Regions from separate parts of the Mus musculus genome. Here region 2 is linked to region 1. A link is a contact called in public Hi-C data. All regions are on one chromosome and are shown on one strand. Each heading gives the region's core, a stretch centred on a gene start, on an enhancer-like site or on the middle of the called end of the contact. The rest is flanking DNA. Distances are from core to core; before and after follow the strand shown. Region 1 holds the start of Mab21l2 (mab-21-like 2). Region 2 overlaps Lrba (LPS-responsive beige-like anchor).

The links. Hi-C and Micro-C count contacts between places; a contact is called where the count stands out from the background.
Region 2: a Hi-C map of the N1E-115 cell line shows a contact between it and region 1, with 4 times the contacts expected there. The contact joins the enhancer-like site here to the promoter of Mab21l2 in region 1. A contact is called at or near these places in 4 of 39 promoter capture datasets (embryonic stem cells, liver and macrophages), 1 of 484 Hi-C or Micro-C datasets (the N1E-115 cell line), 2 of 115 datasets of contacts at active chromatin or transcription factors (both in embryonic stem cells) and 4 of 9 other capture datasets (adipose tissue, embryonic stem cells, liver and 1 more).

The regions. Positions count from the first base shown.
Region 1 is chr3:86,545,729-86,553,128 of GRCm38.p6, forward strand. Mab21l2 (mab-21-like 2) reads right to left here and starts at 2,555. Exons shown (of 1, transcript NM_011839.4): 1 at 322-2,555. The coding sequence starts at 1,963. The coding sequence ends at 884. All of the region lies in intron 40 of Lrba (LPS-responsive beige-like anchor), which reads left to right. Gm31677 (a long non-coding RNA gene) reads right to left here and starts at 5,869. Exons shown (of 5, transcript XR_375777.3): 1 at 5,306-5,869; 2 at 5,040-5,098; 3 at 3,223-3,286.
Region 2 is chr3:86,600,913-86,608,312 of GRCm38.p6, forward strand. Lrba (LPS-responsive beige-like anchor) reads left to right here. Exons shown (of 57, transcript NM_030695.2): 41 at 4,958-5,075. Among named protein-coding and RNA genes, the nearest start is that of Gm31677, 53 kb to the left of the region's middle. Within about 2 kb of position 4,324, at least 6 of the 459 cell types and tissues checked have an H3K27ac peak or open chromatin away from gene starts, as enhancers often do. A contact at or near this core is called in the N1E-115 cell line, where this site is marked.

The DNA.
Region 1 (7,400 bases), core at 1,305-3,804:
AAAAAAATCCTGATATAATTTTAAATAGGCTTTTTTATTATTTTAAATTTTAGGATTAACAATATATTGTTTCACACTTTTCTTTTTTAAATATTGCTATTAACATAAAATATGTGTTATATTGAGTAAAATACTTATTTTACTTTTTACTAAGGATTTTGGGGGAGATTTATATAATTAATTCTCCAGAATATGCTGTATTTTAAAGTTTGCAAATCAGAGTTCAAATGGAAGCTTCCTGTATTTAGTTCAAGTTCACATCTTGTAAGTTAGAAAGTGATCTCATCTGCCTTCATTCAAGAACAATCCGCAAGCAGCCAATTACAATGTAAAGTAATATTTTTATTACTGGTTTACTGGTTTCAACAAGACATTTTAGGGCGGGGGTTAGGGGTGCAAAAGGAGGAGGCAGGGGCACATTGACATTGGCACTGAGACACATTTCACATCAGTAAAACTTTGTAAAAGAAATTTCACATATAGTTAAATAATTATTTTCACTTGGTGACAATCACGCAAGCAACCCAAAACAAGGAGGGGCGGGCGTAAAGAAGGAAAAGAAGGGAAGCTACTATACATTGATTTGAAAAATGTACCTTGGGTTTCATTTTGTGTTCGCAAAGCCGGATTGCTTCTTTTGTGCGATCTTTAAATTCACATTGTTTGGAAGGAAACGATCATTTTTGTGCAAGAATGTTATTTTTGGGGTGGGGGGGTTGGTTGGTTTGCCCTCTTTTGTTTGCTTCTTAATTAGGATGTCTTCTGCCTACTCCCGTTCTTTCAGGTGATTTACATAAAAGTTTGTGTTTCGAGTTTTTGCTGTTGTTGTGTGTTCTGGGAGAGCATGCCCATTTATGTTGCTTTCCACGCAGTCGGCAGCACTCTATAGTTTGTCCAAGCTTTTGGGATTGGTGAGGATTTCCCTGGCCAATCTCCAGGTCTGCTTGGCAGCGCTCTCCAGGGCCGAGTGGGGCTTACCCTGGAAGAGGTCGAGGTTGGGCAAAAAGTAGTGAGGGCAGCGGCGGCACTGCAGGCAGGAGATGAGCTGTAGCAGGATGCCGTTCAGACGGTCGCCCAAGCAAGCCTCGTCCCAGTCCGTTTCCCTCGGGTGTTTCTCGCACTCGTACAGCAGCAGCGTCTTCATGTGGTAGTTATTGAGCGGCTGGCCAGGCAGCTCCAGGTGGCGGTCCCGCAGCGTCTTCAGCACCGAGAGGCACTTGTTTCTACAGCCGCCCATCAGCAAGCGGTTCTCCGCCTCACCGAACTGCAGCACCCAGGCGTCGCTTTCTGCGGAGCTCTGCTTGCCAGTCAGCGAGTAGCACTCCTTGGAGAGCAAGTTGAACCCTTCGGCCTTGACCTCCGCCACCCGATTGGGGCCGGGCCAGGGGATGTGGGGCATAGGCCACTGTGCCGCGCTGCGAGGCCAGATCCCGGTGCACTTGAACGCTGGGGTGATTTGCACCACGTAGCGCTCCCTGATGCGCAACTTGACCTCACTAGTGTCGGCGATCATCTTGACCACGTCCCGGTAGCTGCACTTGTCCACCGCCTGGGCTACTAGTGTCTGGAAACGCGAGCGGATCTTGCGCGCAGAAAGGTAGCCAGACGCTGTGATGAACTCGACCCAAAGAGACATGCTCCGCTTCCGCCCATCGCTTAGTTTGAGCACGGCACAGCCGGGCAGAGATCCGTCGTCCACGAAGTTGAAGACTCCCATCTGGTTGAGGTAGAGTACCACCTCGAACTCGGTGGGCGAGATTACCTCCAGCCCCTCGTAGCGGGCGTCAATCTCACTCAGAGAGCTGATGAAGCGGGGCTCTTGCACCTCCACTTCCTTTAGCACATCCGACACTACCTTGCAGACTTCTCGGATGGTCTTGGCGATCGCAGCCTTGCGCGCCTGGCAGCGCTCGGTGTAGTATTTATTGAGCTGGTAAACCAGCTTGGCCTGAGCGGCGATCATGTTGGGGCACAGGTCCGGGCTGTACACCGGCGTCTCGCAATACGTTGAGGGATCCAAGGCTCACGCACTGGTGGTGGCCCTGCGGCTGTGGAAAGGCGGTGCGTTCCCCCTGAAGCCCCAATTTCACTCTTGCTTTCCACCTGGGCTGACCGGCTGATGATATAGCCGGCTGGCCTTTTCTTTTCCCTCTTTGGAATTTTCTTTTCTTTCTTCCGCAGAAAATTAGAAATAATATTATTTAGGGGGGAAAGTACCTGCAAAAATAAAGACGAGCCTCTCCTTGTGCGGGAGAGATGGATGAAATCGTGAGAGAGAAAAAACTAGGTTACCAAGAGGCTAGGCTTAGATGTCCGCAGCAGCCACGATTGCCCAGATATCTGGAAATGAAGTCTTATAAGTGCCAAAGTAAATTTAAAAATAAGACAAAAACATTCAGTGGTTCATTCTGAAACTTCTCCCTCGATGGTTGGACGCCTTCGCTCAGCGTAGGTGATGCCTTCCTTACCCTCCCCCAAAAGGAAAGTGAAGGATGTAATTAATGCCCGGAGAGCAGCGAAGTACAGCTCAGGCCGCAGCGCACTCTGAGGTTTGCAGACGCCCCGCGCGGTCTCAGCGTGCTAGTCTCCTCTCTTCTCAGGGGGTTGTGTCGTAGCAGTTTTCCTGGCTTCCTACTGGAGGCGTTGTTTGGATTGGGTTGGTTTGTTTGTGGTGGGTTCTTCCTGCCTTTCTCTAGGTGCAAACTGCTGCAAGTTGTTTGATATTCTTTTCTGCCTCGTTATTTATACTTTTGGCCCTAGCAAAATCTATTTTAGTGTGACTAAATCGTTGCTTACGTTGTATCTGGTGTGCAGGTCTAAGGAGTCCGGGTTTTTCCTCTCCTCTGGGTTGCGTTTGCAGTCTCTACCTCATCCCCCTGTCCTCTGATACCTGCCCCCCACACTTCTCTCTCTCTCTCTCTCTCTCTCTCTCTCTCTCTCTCTCTCTCTCTCTCTCTCTCTCTCTCTCTCTCTCCTTAGTTTATGAATGGTTCTGGGCCACCGTGAAGGGGTGGAGCTTCAGTTCCTACAATCCCTATGCAAGCTGTCAGTGCTTTAGCCAATCCGAGAGAAAGAGAGAGAGAGGACAAGCTTGGGACCTCAGCAGCCACCACACTGCACTTGATAAAGGGGGCGTGGGGGGTGAGAAAATGGGACTAGACAGAAGCCAAATGCTCTCACTCGTTTCATAGTCCCATTTTCTTTTTTATCCTCTTTTCTTACCGTTGCAGTGAGGAGGAGAGTCTTCATAGAAGGGATTCTTCTCTGGGTATGGCTGGATCAATTCCTGCAAAGTAGTAGTGCTTTCAGTGAGCTTCACTTTTGGTTTTAAGTCTCTGAACATTCTGCAGAAGGTGCAGACTCTAACAAACTGTCTTTGGCTTGAAGGCAAATGAGAGCAGGAAGGGGAGCTTAAGAAAGGACTTAAATTTTGTAGTCCCCCCCCCCTTCTCTTTCCCTCCCATCCCATTGTTGCCAAGAGCTGGAGAATTGCTGTGTATGTGTAAAGGAGGGGATAGGATGACAGTCTATAACCATAAATCTCTTGTTAGTAATTTCCATATGCTGTTAAAAATACAGAACAGGACAAAAACTACTCCAGATATGTTTTTGATCCTTATTTCATAATTTAGATTTAGCTATCTTTGTGTCATTATTTTACTCTTATAGGAATTTACCAATAACTAGAGAGAAAATATGTGAGTTTTGAGAAACTGTAAGTTTATATATTAGCATACATTACTTGGTTATACTTGCTGATTGAAATAAGCTACCAAAATAGTTTAGACTTAAATTAAAATGAAGGAAAAAAATGAGCCTGAATTCAGGTTTTCTTAATTTTTTAAATACTGTGACGTTAATTGTGAACATATTCTTGGGCAGTACTGGTTTAGAATAATTTTATTTTCATAATTGATTCTTGCTTTTAAAGGAGTTGACTGGGATAAAAATCTATAACTTTACTGTTATTGATTACCCAGATGGCCTTCCTCCTCCCCTGCATCCCACTAAAACTCAGTCGCTCTTGTTCCTTAGAATATGTGTTATCCTTAACAAGCTGTGTGATTGCTGCCTCGTAGGACTTTTGGAAAAACAAGGGCTGCAGCAAGGTGATTCACTTGCTACTGGGAGTTTATCTCAGAATTTAAGATGCCAGGGCTCTCAGTTGTTTTAATACACTCAGGTAGTTAAGGGCTATTTTTAGGTTGATTTGGCAGATAATATTTAAGCCGTGGGTTATGCATAGGGAAAATAAAATCTTTAGCCCGTTTTTTTTTTTTTTTAAAAAGCTGTGTATAACTTTTGTAAAACCCCGTAGGAGAGCTTGACTTGCATTTTTTGAAACCTACCAGAACCTGAATTCAGTTGCTACCGAGAGAGCTAATGTTTCTTTCTACTGGGCATGAGATGCTTGGATCCCTACCCCTTCATTCGTTCTTAGTCTTTGGTGGTCCGGAGGGCTGGAGACTTGACCCGCCTCCACCTTGATGCTAAAGCTCCTTTCTAAAGAGTATTTGGGTTTTTCTTTTTTAAACCAAGCGGGATTTATCGCTTGGGGGCCGTTTTAAGTAGCGAGGAGTTGGGAAGAACCTTGCAAAGTAAGCATCAGAGAGCCTCTGGGACAGTAGTTTCATGGGCGTTCCTAAGAGTGAATGCACTACTAGGCGGCTAGCTGCGGCCAGCGGTTTCCCGCTGGTCAGGGAGGCTTTGGTGCTGCAGGACCCAGACCATGCCATGTAGCCGGGTAACTAGTGCGTTCTATAGTCCCTGCCTTGGAGGTGTTACAGGCCAGAGGGGTGTACTCCCGTGGAGTATGGGACCACAGGGAAAAGAAGCTTGGAACAAATCCCACAGGCAGTGCTGGGCGGGCGGGGACTGGTGGCAAGGCCCAGGTGCAGAGTTCCTCCACATCCTCCAGGGGCCAGATCTGCAGCATGCATGTGGCCAGAGACGCCTGTGCGAACCCTTGTAATTCTGGCTGTCTCAGCTCGGCCTGCCACGTCTTCAAGCTACAGGACACGCGCACCCACTGCATTCACCTCTGCCAGCTTGAGCAAGTTTCCTCACACCCTTGTCCACCGTTTCTCCACTTCTCTTCCTAGAGGCAAGGATGATAAAACGTTACAAATGTTTTGATTTAAAAACAATTCATTACCAATTTACCCTGTCTAAGGTAGATGCTCTAGTAAATAATAAATCAGTTAAACAAAGGCGACTTTAATTTATCGCTGTGGTGCTAATTAGAAACATCATTCGAGCAATAAACTTAAACACTTCCAGCAAACACTGCACCCCTCCCCCTTACCTCTCTCCACTGCCTTGGCTGAGAGCAGGCAGCTTCTGCTGTTTGCGGCTCCTATCCCTGGTTGAATAATTGAAGGGGGAAACGGTATCTGAGGAGGCTATAATTGAAGAGCCCCTGTCACCTCTGCTTTTATGTATGTTGGTGTAGAAGTCCATCAGCAGCTCCTTGATGGTGTATTAAAACGAAGTGGCAGCTCCTTCTGCAGGAGATGCGGTGTTCTATTAAGGAGACCAAGAGAGAAAGAAACTCTAGAGGCTAAAAGCCACTTCAAGTCTTCAGACCGATTGATCTGTATTCTCTTGTTATAATCCGTCTCATCATACTTGAGTTAATGAGGCAAAGGAGGGGGAGTGAAATCTGATGGTCCCTGACAAATTCATTAGGGAGACTGCAGGACATTTTATTTGACTGTTAAACATCTTGTTTGTTTGGTTTAGGCAGTGCCAATATCAGCATGCTTCTGCCCAGAACTGTGGTGTTGGGCTGGCTGGCTGCAAGACATTCCTGAAAGGAAGGAGGGCATGGAGGGTGGCTCCCCCTCCCCCGTGGATTATGGGTAATGCCGAACCTTCAGACTTCCCTGGGCCTAACATTTTCAATCATTACAGTCATGACATCTAGAAATGTATTGAGATGGGCATGTTTTTAGTAACTATAAACTAAAATATGTGCATGTTTAGAACATTAGTCCCTGTTTCTTTAAAAATTGAGTCGGGTTAGATCAATTCCTCCACTCGCTTTTGAGATATGTGGATATTTAAGGTCTATACAGCAGTCAGAAGCGTAAGTTACTCCTTAGTACATCTCATTTTTACCTGATCATAGTTAAACATAGGGAAGTACACTCTTCTTCATCAAAACCAACGGGAGCTGTAAGTTGGAAATTAAAAGGTTACCTACTTTTACAAATTCTTTAAAAGAAGATTACTATCTATTTAGACCTGAGAGATGTTTTTTACAGTTAATTAGCATCAGGACTTTAGTGTGGAGAATAGTGCTAGCTAGGATCAGGTGGTGAGCCTACAGAGTTCTTCAACTGAAAATTCTTCCAGTTGAAAAATAATAGGCAATTAGGCTAGAGTGTTAACCTTATAGTATTTTATCCTAAACAATGTTGGACTTGGATTTTTTTTTTTGAAGTTTCTTGAAAGGTAGTAAATAACCCATTTATGAAACTTTCTTGCCTAGAGAATTCAGTTACATTTTCTCTTAGCATTGACTTAGCCTCAGCATAAGTGCTTTGAGAAAGAAGCCTGCATTCCATTTGGGGAAATCAGTCTGGGGGAAAAAAGCAAGCTAATGCCCTTTGAGTGTCATTTCCATCCGTCCCTGCATGGCCGAAGAAGCTGTTGCTCCAGGGCGACTGTGGACCTGGACACTGCTGCAGCAGTTCAGCTCTCAGAGCTGCGGAATGGCGCAGTCAGGGCTTCTGTGTGTCTGACAGTTATAATCCTGTTTACATTTGCACTGAGTACAGAATCCTTAAACTGTTTTATTCAGGGCTGATCTTTTCTTAAAGATATGTTTACTAGATTAAACTTCAGTGCATTTCTTACTTTATCAGATTAGTGAGACTTAAAAGGTATGTATTTTATGGTGTATAGAAACAGTATACAGTAGTCTAACAGTCTTTACAAGGAGTACACAGGGCTTACATGATATGATCTCCATTTCCTGAAAACATTTTAGAAACATTCAAGAAATAATTAAATTATTTTCTTTTTAAGAAGTCTCTGAAGTACTTACACTTTTCAGAATGCAAAGTACTCCGTTTTCACCTGGATCTTTTCTTAATCCCTGGTGTAACTTTGAAAAATCTATGCATCTATTTATACTGTGACTCAGTTTTAGTCTTTATATGTTGAATTAATTGATGTAATTATAAAAATACTTGATTTGTGGAAAACAAATTTATAATATTGTGATCAAAATGTAATTTCAGAAATAACAACTAAACTCTGATTTAAAAGCTATCAGTAATGGCTAGAAAGAAAGTAGATTACTCAAACATGGCTTGTTAGTGTTGGTTTGATGGAATTTTGAAGAAGTAACTGAATTTAAATATGTGCAAGAGATTCTAACAATTATGGATATT
Region 2 (7,400 bases), core at 3,074-5,573, 57 kb after region 1:
GGGGATTTTAGGAACGTTCTAAATGTTATAGTCAGTTATAACAAAAATTAGCATTTTAAATTCTCCACTGGAAGCAATTGTGTTTTTTCACTTTCTCAAAAGTGTTTATATTTTGCTGTTATTTTATATATTTTGCTCAAGAATATATTCTTGTATATAAAACACTAGAAGTCATATGGTTGGTTATTAAAAAGGAAATCCTTAAAACAGCTTGAATTTACTACTATTAGGAAAAGTGGAGGATCATTCTGATATTATTTCAGAGACAAATACAGCAAAATATAAAACCGTCATCAATGCAATGTTTAACTAATTGGTGAAATTCCTTTAAACTTATTTTTCTCATACTGTGGTTGTTAGAAACAGTGTATTGACGCATATTTAGGAGTAGGGTAATTGGAGAGTAGGTTTCAACATGTGTTTGGTTTTAAAGGTATTCTGAGTATTTAAATATCTTTCCATGCTCAAATTTAAGACTTATGCCTATAGTTTATACCTATGGTCGATAATTTTGGCACACAGGGAATATCCCCTTAACATTAAGTTGGAGCACTGTTGTTACTTGATGGCATTAGTTTCTGGTTTATACACTAGATTGCAAACATCTCTCTTGACAGAAAATATGTCCAAATAGTTTGAAAATCATTTTATTGTGGAATTCCAAATACTATGGTTGCTATTTATTATATGATTTTGTGCTTCTTTTTGCCAAATTATTCAGAAAACAATATTGTGTTACTGAGTGAGTAAAACCACTGAAATTAGGAAGTGTTTGAAAGTGAATGTGGCTAGACTAGTTTACTAATAGTATGTTCCTTAAATAGACCTTAATTTCAATTATATAGACTCCTCCTTCTTGATTTTTTTATATGCAGACTTTGTGTAACTATTTCCTATATTTTAGATAAAATACTTTTCCACCTAAAATTTTCCCTTCTTGAATAATGTTAAAATATTTAAATTTTACTGAAGGTATTTTGTTTGTAACAAGGCCTCCCCTCTTTGCTCCTTTCCTAAGTGAAACAAACATAGCTTTAAATATTTCTAATCTTTTTTTTTTAAGTATAAATAAGATATCATCTAGTTGGGGTAAAAATTGTGAGTTTCTATTTTTATTCTTTTTTGAGGATGAGACAAGATTTTGGTGAAATAAAATGCTTTATGTTAAAGCTAAAATTAACTGTAGCATGGTAAAAGAATTTTCTGATGTAATTTTGGAAAGCTATAGATGTAGTGTATCAAAAAATTCATGTATTTTTAGAGAATATGATATATACCCTTTCATAGAAGCTACATTTGGCTTTTAATAGGAAGAAATTTAGTATATTTGTATATTATATGTAAATATTGATTTTTTTATTCTAACATACTCACTTTAAGATTTAATATATAAATCAGCTTTGTTAAAACTAATTATTTTTAAAAGTTAAATTCAGTAATAACTCTAAAAATTATAAAACAAAGTGGTAAGAATTCAGAGAGAAGGCTGTGGGCTTAGGCTTTCAAGCTATTCTAGAGTCTGGGTTATAACTGCCGAGCAATGGTAATGATACGGTTGCCATAGCAACTGATTCATTGGAGGGCTAGACCTCTGTCTAGGGTGCTGTCAGTATATGTAGAGTTCCAGTGAACAGAAACTCCCAAAGAAGGGTCTGCTTCTACCTAATCCAGTTTTAATTGAACTCTAGAGACTTTGAAGTGAAGCCTCAGACCAGGCACACAACTCTTGTTCCAGTAAGAAATGAACCTTGTGTTCAGCCAGGCTTCGGCTGCTTTCCAGAGCTGACATATCTTCCTAATGAATACTTTCAAGAAATGTTATTATCACAATTTCAGGTAGAAATTCTTTAGTTAGGGGAGTCTCCATTTCTATTTTAAGCTACACGTTGACTATAGCAGTATTTCCATTTGCTACTTTCGTTTAAATTAGACTTTTTTTAAAAAAGATTTTAAAAATTGTGTCTCTAGACAGTTGTACATAATTCTGTGTTTTTCTGAGTTTGAAAATACTATGAGACTTTATATTTAACTTTGGAAGCACACCTTGATACTCTTTCAGTATACCACTGTTTATATCATGTTTGGACACATAGATTGCAACATTGGCTTCAATGTTTTTGAAATATGTATTAGGTAATCGAAACATATGTATGAATGATAAACCTCAAAGATAGTGATGGGCTATAGGAAAGGAAAAGTGCATCAGGAATGTTAGGTGCAGGGATTTCAATACTGTACTGCTTTAATTTTTAAATTTATCAACAACTTGACAAAAGTGTAAGATTTTATAAGATTGAGTATACATGGGGCTTATGTCATTTAGTGGAATTTTCAATTATATTTGTTAGAATAAAACACATTTTAAAGGAGGATGGCACTGTGGTTTAGGTCAATAGAATACATGTGGAATTTTGGTGAATCCTAGACCTACCAGTGTATATTAAAAATGTTAAGAGCAGCATGTTAGCATACTTGTTTCTGTTAATGAATGGAGACTCTAGAGTGAGGTAGCTCAGGCCATGTGAGCATGTCTGTGCAGGAAGATGCACCAGAGACTTCTATGCTTAAGAGACATGGAACTTTCACACCAGAGTACGACACTTCTCACATGCCACGGCACGTATAGGACTCTGTCGTTTCTTTTGGTTCTCTCCTTTCAGTGTTAATCTAAATAAAGGACAAGAAATATAGTTTATTGAGATTTCTATGAGTTCAAGTTCTACTTTAATCACAGCCCCTTTTCCTTTAGAGACAGACCATTGAGTTGTAGGCTAGAGAAGCCTTGACTTCACAATCCTCAGCCTTCTGGGTCCTGCGATTTATGTGTGCAGCGCACTCCTGCCTGTAAAATGCCTTTGAAGAGCATGACAATGTGGATTGTAATGGAAGCTCTGGACCTTGGGATTTGAAAACTTGGAGTAGACTAGACTCTGCCACTAACTTGTGAAGAGACTGTTTCAATATCTAGCAAGTCTTTACCTTGTCTCATTTTACTTATGACTAGAATCATTAAATATATTAAGTATATAAAATCTATAATGCATAATATATTCTTAACAATATATTGTTTAGACAAATGCAGGGTGGTAATCTCATGTGCATAGAAATCAGATAATAAATGATTATTTATTTTAAATTAGTAAATACAACTACTTACTTTTCCTAATAAATCAGAAAACTGAATATTTATGTATGTAAAGAGCCATTTTCTCAATATTTCCCACTAATCAAAATTCTCAAAAGATATCATTTGTGACCCATTTCATGCAAGAAACAGAAGGAGAGAAGGGGAGATGAGAAGAGGGAGACGGAGAGAGTAGCAAAGCAAAGCATTGGCGCCATTGTGGGGCTTAGGCTACCAGACTAGACTCATATTTTAAAAATGATTTTTCATGCCATTGTTAAGGTTGTAGAAAACCTGAACTAAAACTGAGATTCTGACCTCTAAAGCAGGAGAGGTGAGAATCCAGCAAGTACCTATTATAACTTGAGATGGTACAAAGAAAGTTTGGGGTGTCTGGAGTGGTTGGGTTTGCTAGAGGATATAAAGAGAAAATCTCCAGTTGTGGGAAAGGTGAGAACTGAATTCTAGATGCTGCTGGCAGAGAGGGAAACAGGAAGTTCAGAACAAAACAAACAACCTCCCCGCCCCCCATCTGTCCTTTCTGTTTCTTTCTCTGGGTTTTGTTTGCCCTAGTATTTGTTGTGGAAATGAGAAATACAACATTTATTGCCAAATAAATTTAGCAATTGAGCAATGAGGACTTGTCTGGTTCTTCGAGGATTTTGTAGAAATTTTCAAAGTTGTATCTGTTTTCTAACTTCCCATATATCAGAAACAGTACTTCTTATAGAAAAGTTGAAAAAAGTAACTGAATGAAATAAGTTTGTTTGTTTGTTTGTTTGTTTTGTTTTGTTTCTAAGAAACTGCATTGTGCATTGAAGAATATAGGTTACTATAGGTCCAGGCCTGGGAAGTGGATGTGAGCAGATGGGGTGTGGGGTCGGCCACCACTGCTCGTTTTTTCTTCATGTCCATTCCATCTTTGCCCCTGTCACACAGTATCATAATCACAAGTTGGTTCATTTGTATTGTTCAGTGGGACTTGAGTTACAGAAATTCATCTTAATTTTTAACTTAACTGAGCTCATAGAGTTTTTACCAGCGCTTGATAGGACGACATTTTATTTTCTTGGAGACATGCTGAATCTTTCAGACTCTCATAATTACGCTTTTGAAATGGTCTTTTTTGGAAACAAACCTTGAATAACAAGGCAACAGAGTGGCTTAAAACTAAAGGCAGGATTACCTGGAATTGGCAAAGCATTTTAAGCAACTGTGTCTGTCACATGGGATGACAGGAATTGGAACAAGTTACTCTGACAGCCACCCACTCCACGGAGAGATTACACTGAGCTTAATTTGCAGGGTTGTGTTTAGCTTTGACTGACAAAATGATACTTAACCCCTTCTACAGTTAATCTTTAGGTGTTCAGATTTTTTTAACCTTACCAGTGAGCTAACACGCATTTTTTAAAGCAGGTAAAAGACACCCCTGGGAAAATTGTAGTCACATATGTAAAAATCCATTGCTAGAAGTGGCCAAAAACATATGTCATATATTTGAATTCTTACTTTTGAAGCTTCGTCTGAAACGTTGTTTCTCTAAAAAGATTTTAAAATTGATGAGTAAATAAGGCTACATAAATTTCCTGAGAATAGATTACTTTGTAATCGTCAGTAAGAATTTACTAATGGCACTCTACGTTTTCGTCTAAGTTGCCCTTTCACTAATTACAACCCATTTTCTTCCTTTCCTTTCAAACTATTTCATTATCTATTACGTTATTTTTCTTAGAAATTTTTAATAGAGCCTTTTCTATTTTAATTGGAGGGAAACAGCTCTAGCAGAACGGAATACTGTGACTTAATTGGGGTTATCTTTTCTCTCACTAGATCTTGGCATATACAGAAGGTCTGCATGGAAAATGGCTGTTCACAGAGATAAGATCAATCTTTTCTCGCCGTTATCTTTTGCAAAATACAGCTCTGGAGATCTTTATGGCAAACAGAGGTAATACGTTACAGAAGTACATTGTTAAAGAACTAACTTACCCCGATTTGGGATGTCATTTTTGAACACACCATATTGTTTCTATTTAGATCGGATCTGTAGTTTACCCTCTGCCCTGTTGACCTCATCGCTTAGATCTTACCGACTGTCATGTGATTTTTATTCCCTTCCCCTCCAATCATTTTTAGAATAATTTGTAGGTCTTTTGTTTTCCTGACTATTTCACAAATTGGTGCAATGCTCTATAAATATGAATATTCTGTGGTTTAACTATTGAATCAGCTGTGGAGTTTCCATGTCTATAGTATTTACTTGATTACTTCTAATAAGTGGCTATATTTGGGGACAAAATACAACAAATGATTAATGTATTAACTTTGTCTTTTATCTAACCTATTGCTATTTATATTAAAAGTCAAAAAAATTACTAATTTGTCCCATTTTTAAAAGTTGAGCTAAAGTTTTGCTTGTGGATTTAAAATGTAACTGGATGAGATACATCAAGACTGCAAGGGTAGAGAAGTTGAACTTGAAGGAAAAATGTAGTTTATGAGTTGAGTCGCACAAGGGAAAATATATAAAACTTGGGGTCTTTGTTACATTTCTAATTTGTATATATGTAGGCTGATGTTTTTTTTTATTTGTTCTATAATCTCCATGTTTTAAATCTTCACATAAAAACATCTATGCATGCATTTCTCCCTGCTTATTAGCATATGTTGACAGATATTATAAGCACATTTAGGGGGCAAGCTTTTTCTTTTTTTATAAGCTCCTATACAACCCACACAACTTTTTACTAATGCAAGCATTAGTCCTCTAGATGAGTAACTGAGAGGTTAGTTTACACTTTATTTCAGTCTGCCTTGTCCAGAAGTAGTGGCGACCTTCCAGCATTGGTCACTTGCTTGTCTTCCTGCATTTTCCTTCCTTAGACTTCTGTAGACACCCTTGAGTTTGTGTGTTTTCTGTCATCTCTCCTCGTAGCTAGGTCTTCTGATAGAACCTACAGTGGTTTATTCTTTCTTTCCTCCCCAACATTGAACATAAGAGTAGGTTCTAAGGAAGCCCTAATTCAACACTACCTGTACATAGCATTACAGGATACTTTGTATCCTTGTGCTTGGCCAGTGAGCTGTTATTTGCTTAAAGACTTGGGGTTTTTGTTTGTTTATTTTGAGTTTTTAAATCATTCAGTTTCTATCGAAAAATTATATTTATAATATAATGTGACAGAAATTGCCACAGGAATGATATACTGATTGCAATAAGGTTGCATGCAGCAGCAGCTTTGCATTTTTATAACTTTCTTTGTTTATAAACTTGTTTAAAAAAATCCATTGTTTAAAAGCTACAGCAACACAGTGAATTTTTTTTCACCTTGAGTATTTTTTGACCAAGCAGAAGACTACCTTCTGGATGAGTTTGTAGCATACATGTGTTTCTGATACTGTTAATATATAAGTAAGAGTTTGAGACTAAACAAAGTAATATCTTATAAATTTTATCATTTTATGACTATCTTTTTTAAAGATAGGTAAGTATTTCATATGACTTTTCAAATTAGCATACCAAATATATTTTATTGCTAGTTGATTCTTGATGCTGTAGTCCATGTGTAATTGTCTAAATTATTAGAAAGCATTTTTAGTCTGCTTAAGAGCCATAGTGAAAACTATTATTTCTAGACACAAATGTTAGTTGACATTAATATGCAAAATAAAAACATGAAAATATTATAAAGAAAATTGACTTCTAATGGGTCATTACTTGATATAGAATAGATTATTCCTTAGCTATATTTGTAGCTTTTAATAATAGGTATGTAACTTTAAATTTTAATTTAAATTTAGTTTTATTTTAAATAGTTGTAGAAGCTCATGCAGAGATATTGGAGTTCTGAACATTGAATACGTATTTTCACACTTGTTCCTATATAATCTCAACTTCATGTTATGCAAGGAGAAAATTTTTACTTTTTCTGTAAATACGTTGAAATTCTTGTGTATGACAACATAGTCTTTGAATGAAACAAATATGACCTGTAGAAGATTATTACTACAACATTAGAATGTACTATTGATTGTATTTGAGATACTTGAACCAAGAGTAAACATTCTATTGAATTAAGAAGTCATTTTTCTGCCGGGCATTGGTGGCGCACGCCTTTAATCCCAGCACTCAGGAGGCATAGGCAGACGGATTTCTGAGTTTGAGGCCAGCTTAGTCTACAGAGTGAGTTCCAGGACAGCCAGGGCTATACAGAGAAACCCTGTCCCCTCCTCCCCCTAAAAAAAAAACAGTCATTTTTCCAAGAAGAATTTT